Linked DNA regions of Oryctolagus cuniculus: region 1 is linked to region 2. Evidence: chromatin contacts called from public Hi-C data. All regions are on one chromosome and are shown on one strand. Each heading gives the region's core, a stretch centred on a gene start, on an enhancer-like site or on the middle of the called end of the contact. The rest is flanking DNA. Distances are from core to core; before and after follow the strand shown. Region 1 holds the start of EPAS1 (endothelial PAS domain protein 1). Region 2 has its middle 7.3 kb from the start of TMEM247.

Region 1 (3,113 bases), core at 375-2,874, 170 kb before region 2:
CTTCAGGAAGCTCCAACATCCCTGCCCCTCCACCCCCAGTCCCAAGTGAGGAAAGTAAGCTGAAGTTAAGGTGTGACCATGTCTACCAATGAGGATTCCTCATGGAGATAAAATCAATGTGGCCGCTAGGGCTGGTGGGCTCCAGTCACCAGGTAGGAACTCACCCTGGTCCTGAAACCCCCTCCCACTCAGCCCGAAGAAACGGCACTCCTTCCCTGCCCCCCTGCCCCCCAAGAGAAGACGACTTGGAAATGTCTGATTTCCAAGTCTGGATGCAGTAGTGCTCAGCGACTCTAAACCACGGGAAATCATCGGGTTTCCACGCCTTCGGACGGCTCTTCCGAAGTATTCTCGCTCCTCTTCCTTGCGCACGAGGAGGAAAATGACGGGTATGCCTGTCACAGCGCCGAAACAGACCCTCCCCCTGCCCATCGCTTTATGCAGATTATTCCGACACCAAACGTGGCGAGAGGCTCAAGCCAGGTCCTACACGATGATCTCGGGTCCCAGGGCGGAACCAGCCCTTTTAAAACTCATAACCACAAAGCCCATGGGCCCTTCCCCGGTATGCGGAAACTAGGGGCTTCCCGTGCCCCTTCCCGAGGGGCCGGTGCCGAATTGCGTAACGCAGGTGCAGAGCTGGAGAGCTGCTCAGCGCGGGGCAGAGGCGCGCACCCCAGATGCGCACCTGGGCCCGGCGCAGGGCGCAGGCTACTTGTGAAGCGCGCTGGGCAGTCCCGAGCTCCAACCACATGCAGGAGTCCTGGGAGCGCCCGGCTCTCAACACCTGTAGCCTCTGCGCTCCTAAGACTGCAATGGAACCCCAGAGACACGGGGGCCAAGCCCGAAATCGAGCGACTGGAGGACACGCAGCCAAATCTGTCCCCAAGACCACACTGGGCAGCCTGGCTGACTTCTCCAACGCTGACCTCTCCAGGATCCGCGCGTTGGTTCGGGGGTACAGAGAGCGGGAGGCGGCAGGCCCCACGGCTCCAGGGCCCTCCACCGCCCAGCGCCATAATCACACAGCCCGGTGCAACCCTGCAAAGTACTCAGGTGTTGGCCGAGGGGAGGGACGAGTAGGCGCACCCTGAGCCCAATTTCACGGCACAGTCATCGTTCGCCAGGCAGGACGCGGCCGCCAGGGTCCTCGGAATGACTGCCCCAGGCTGCGGGGACGGGGATGCGGGAGCGCAGCAGAGGGCAGGGGTTGTGCAAGGCCCGGCGGGCGCGGGACACTCTGCACTCGCGGTCCTGCCCTACACCCAAGGGCACGGCGGGGTCGGAAGGGCCTCGACGCGGTGGCGCACTCCCGCTCTCCCCCGCGCTCCCGAGGGCCGGATCCGGGCTGCCGTTTAGCTCCGCACAAGTTGTGCCTCCCTGGCGGCGGGGGTCCCATCCCACATCGACCTCCCCTCAGCCTCGATCTCAAAAACAACTCCCAGGTCTGCGGAGAGAGGAGGCGGGGCGGGCGAGGGCAGGGGGCGGGCCGGGGTCAGGGCAGAGGCGGCGGCCGCGCCTCCCCATTGGCCGGGGCGCAGTGGGCTGCCCGGCGCGCGGCGCGCAGCGCGGCGGGGCGCGGGCGGGCCGGGCGGGGGCGGGGCCTGCCGGCGCGCGCCCGCCCCCGCCCCCGCGCCCGCGCCCCTCGCACCGCCCCCGTGCTGGCAGCCCGCTGGAGTTTTAAAGTGGGCCGGCAGCTGCTGGAACCGCACTTCGGGGAGCGGCCAGCTGCACAGCCTCGGCGCTCGCCGCGCTCCGCCCCAACTCTCCTGAGGCGGCCGTACAATCCTCGGCAGTGTCCTGAGACTGTATGGTCATCTCAGCGGCCGCGCCAGCCCGGCCCGGACTCCTGCCAACGCCAGTCGCTTGGGCAACTTCTTTTAGGAAAACCCAGAAAAGCGACTCCTGCTCTAGGGAAGAGGGAACCTGGGATCCCTTCTCGCGGCTGACAACCTCTTCCCACCCCTTTCCCGACCCCGCCTCCGCGTGCAGGTTCCTCCCCGTCACCTCTCTCCACCCCTTGGCCCCGCACCTATCTGGCCGCCCGCAAGTTTCCACCTGACTGCGCGCGGCGCTCGGCACCTGCAACCACTTAGGATCTTTCACTGTGTCCCGGGCCCCAGGAAGCCCACGAGGACCAGCGCGAAGGCAGCGGCTGCATCCTTCTCTGGCCGGAGAACTCAGGCGCTCGGCGTCTGCGGCGGCCGTGGCGACAATGACAGCTGACAAGGAGAAGAAAAGGTAAGCTGGCGTCAGCGCCAGGGGAGAGCTGGCCTGAAGCCGTGGCCGGACCGCGCGAGCGCTTGGCAGAGGAGTGCGGAAGATCGGCGTGGCTGGTCTTAAGAGCAGGTGTGCCGAGTAGGGACGTGGAGCTGTGCTTGCGCAGCGGAGGGTTCTGTGGCCCCACGGAGACGCGGGGCCGCTAGTGCTAGGAGGCCGAGGGCGACGGCCGGCCGCGGAGTAGCGAGGCGCTTCCCGCGGTGTCTTCCAAATCTCAGGTTCCTGTATGCCACCCTGCCTCGACTAGCAAGTTGAAATGGCCCTGGGGGGATGCCCTCCACTTTATCTGGTCTCACGTGCGGGGGCAGCATCCACGCTTTTCTCTGAACCCTTGGGTCCTTCCAAATGCGTTCCCATGCCCCTGCTGTGCCCCAAGGGGCGGGAGGCAGAGCGCAGCCCCTGGACTGCGCCCCTGGCCAAGGAGCAGGGCCCCGCTCGCCAGGAGACCCCCCCCCTCCCCGCCGCCAACCCTCGCCAAAGCTTTGGAGAACCCCTTCTCCGTCCCCACACCTTTACCCCGCCGGAAAGTGGGTAGTGGGCTGTACTGCCCTTCGGGGACAGGTGTCTCCGTGTGCGGGGAGGAGATGACGACATGGGGCGCCCAGGGCAAGTCCGATGTCCGTCTCCCAAGAGGACAGGAAAGGACAGCCACCATCTGCTCTCCTGCCCTCGCGAGCCTCTCGGCACTGGGTGAGAGGCGACTTCGGCCGACTCTCTCGGCCCTCCTGCCCCCTCCCGGCCACTCCCGGCCGAGCCTCGGCGTGCGAGGGCAGGAGCGGCCGCTCAGTCCCGGGTACGGCCTCAGCACCAGCGAAGGCGGACGCCTCGCCGCC
Region 2 (3,181 bases), core at 658-3,157:
CCATCTCCTGGACAGAGGAGGTACTGCGACCAGGAGATCATGATGGGTATTCTGGAGAATACTTGGAGCACCTGACCGGGGGGGGGGGGGGGGGGGGCGTGAAAAATACCCTTGAACGCCAATAAACCAATGATAGATTTCATTTTCTATCAGAGGGGCATCTAAACATATGCACCCTTTTGCTTTGGTTTTTTTTTTTTTTTTTTTTTTTTTTTACAGGCAGAGTGGACAGTGAGAGAGAGAGACAGAGAGAAAGGGCTTCCTTTGCCGTTGGTTCACCCTCCAATGGCCGCCGCGGCCAGCGCGCTGCGGCCGGCGCACCGCGCTGATCCAATGGCAGGAGCCAGGAGTCAGGTGCTTTTCCTGGTCTCCCATGAGGTGCAGGGCCCAAGCACCTGGGCCATCCTCCACTGCACTCCCTGGCCACAGCAGAGAGCTGGCCTGGAAGAGGGGCAACCGGGACAGAATCCGGCGCCCCAACCGGGACTAGAACCCGGTGTGCTGGCGCCGCTAGGCGGAGGATTAGCCTAGTGAGCCGCGGCGCCGGCCTTTTTGCTTTGGTTTTTTAGTCATTTCCAGTGTGTCATGCTTCACTCATCACTCAACAAGCATCTAATGGGTGCACCTGCTGGATTCCAGATGCCTCACTAGGTGCTGGAGTAGACGTAAGTCAGGCAATCAGTCCCTGTTCCCCAGACAGCTGAAGTCTGGAGATGCAGCAACATGGGAACCACACCAGCAGTGCGTGCATCTGACGGGCACACTACAGAGATGCAGCTTATGCTACAAGGCCCCAAAACAGGAAGTGTGGAGGGGAGCCAAGTGAAACAGAGGTCAAGGTCACGTCTGCAGGTGGTGAGCAGAGAAAATCCGAGGGTGGAGAAGCTCCCAGTCATGTCCCCCACCCCCGTGTCCTGCTTCTGTGCCGAAAATCCCGTCACTAGGGTTCAGAGTCCCCCATGCCAGTTCACAGGTAAACGCCTGGGAAGAGGAGGCCACGGCACCCTGACCAGCCGTCCCCACAGCTCAGTGTGGCTCAGTGGATGGGAGGCAAGTTTAGGGGAGGTGTGGGGCTGGCAGAGAAGACACTCATGCTAAGTGCTTTCAGCATCTACCAAGCTCAGGCCTGCTGTGGAATGTTCTGGAAGCTGAGACACATGTCAGCCGCTCCCATACAGCTGGAGGCCCTGCATCCTTGCTGGTAAGTTCAGCTCCCTGTGAGGCACCTGCAGGGTCGGACAGCTCCCTGGACTCGGGGCTGCCTCCCTCTAAGCCTCGCCCCAGTCCTGGTGAGCACCAGCCCCGTTCCACCCCTGAACACCTGCTCTCATCCTCTTCTTCATCACCAGCCTCCAACCTTGTGCCCTGCCAGACCCTCCCCTCCTCCTGCTCCAGTCTCCCACAAGCCCCTGGATCTCAACTCGGCCTTCCTCCAAGGGCCTGGTGTCCTAGCCCAGACCCAAGGATACACACAGCTGTTTGCTGCCCAGATCGCCAAGGCCACCTGCTTGGTGGAAGGAGCCTCCAGGGGTCGCCCACCTGCTTCCTGCCCCCCGTCCCAACACCAAATGCCCCTCTGGACACTCCTGTTGCAAACACCCCTCTGCGCCTTCAGTCTCCTGCTAGCACCCAGACTTCCCCACAGCGATGGCTGCAGCTCTGCATTGCCTCCACGCATTCTCCAAAACAAAACCAAAATACCCCAAGAGTCTTGTGGGCTCAGCTTTTCCGCAAAGGGGCGGGAGCAAGAATACCTGGGGAAACCAGGCTGAACGCCTCTCAGCAATGACCAACCACAACCACAAGGGGGCGGTGTTGGCCAACACCAGCTTCCAGGGCTGCAGGCGTTGCGCAGGGCTGCAAGCCGGGAGGCTGCAAGGCGTCGCGCAGGGGAGGGAGCAGAGGTCTTTAAGGCACTGGGTTCACTTGGTGTTGACTTACACACGGTGACACAAACGGTGGCCGGTGAAACATCCAAGGAGGCTGCTTTGAGGGAGACCCCAACCATGCCACAGAGGGGGCTTGACGGAGACGGTGAGTGCTGGGCACTACGAACGAGTACCCGGAAATACCACACCGCGCCCCCAAAACACAACCATACAACTTCTGAAGATACGTCCAAAAACGGCATACTGCCCATCCATTGTGCACGGCCCAGCGGAGGTACTCACTGTATCAGTGTTGACTGGCAGGAGAGAGGAAAGGCCAGTGGAGAGCAGTGCCCCCGGCCACACTGGGAGCCCGCCCACCATCAGGAGGGAGCAATGGTGACTGGTGCCCAGGACCTAGGACCTAGAGCAGATCTGTAGCCCCTGGAGGTTTCCAGGACATGCCGAGGTCTTGGCTTAGCTAATGACGGAGCTGGGGCCAGAAGCCCTGGTGCAAAGATGCCCCCCACCCCCCACTCTACTGGACACCTCTATAAGTGACCTCAGATGGGTCAGTGAGCAGTCACCGAGAGCCATGAGGGCCCAGGCTGGCATCCCCAGGCCCCCTCCAGCTCAGAGTGGCCACAGCCGGGGGATTTCTGCTGACATGGGCTCTTCCTGGGGACTTTCCTCTCCCCGGGAGCTCCAACTGGTTAGAGCTCAGGAACACCTTAAAATCTTATTTATTTGGAAGGAAGGAAGGAAGGAAGGAAGGAAGGAAGGAAGGAAGGAAGGAGAGGAGGAGGGGGAGGGGGAGGGAGAGAGGGAGAGGGAGAGGGAGAGGGAGAGGGAGAGGGAGAGGGAGAGGGAGAGGGAGAGGGAGAGAGAGAGAGAGGTCATCCACCCACTGGCTCAGCTCCCCAAATCCAGATAGGGCCAGGCCAAAGCCAGGAGCCAGGAATTCAATCTGGGTCCCACACTTGGGTGGCAGGGACCCAGGTACCAGAGTGTGCATTAGCAGGGAGCTGGTTGGAAGCAGAGCAGAGCCGCCAACCCAGCCACTCCGACACCTCAGCTTTCTCCAAGGTCACCGCAGGCGGGAGTTGGGATTTGTTTCTATCAACCCAGCGTACGAACGGCCATCGGGTTCCAGAGAATTGTAAGTGGGGGGAGAGCAGCTCCATTCAACTAGGCACAGTTCCTTTAGACGACACAGTTCCCACACCCATCCCGCTGCCACCCAATCGCTTAAAACAGAGCTATACCTAATGAGGCTTCTATTTACTTGTGACTTTGTAAGGAGTCATCCACTG

Evidence for each region. A called contact is a pair of places that touch in the nucleus more often than the background predicts.
Region 1: a contact with region 2 is called in a Hi-C map of embryonic fibroblasts, with 4 times the contacts expected there. The contact joins the promoter of EPAS1 here to the enhancer-like site in region 2. A contact is called at or near these places in 2 of 6 Hi-C or Micro-C datasets (embryonic fibroblasts and skin fibroblasts).

Annotation. Positions count from the first base shown.
Region 1 is chr2:156,441,877-156,444,989 of mOryCun1.1, reverse strand. EPAS1 (endothelial PAS domain protein 1) reads left to right here and starts at 1,624. Exons shown (of 16, transcript XM_008254453.4): 1 at 1,624-2,241. The coding sequence starts at 2,216.
Region 2 is chr2:156,273,002-156,276,182 of mOryCun1.1, reverse strand. No RefSeq gene overlaps it. Among named protein-coding and RNA genes, the nearest start is that of TMEM247, 7.3 kb to the right of the region's middle. Within about 2 kb of position 1,907, at least 1 of the 8 cell types and tissues checked has an H3K27ac peak or open chromatin away from gene starts, as enhancers often do.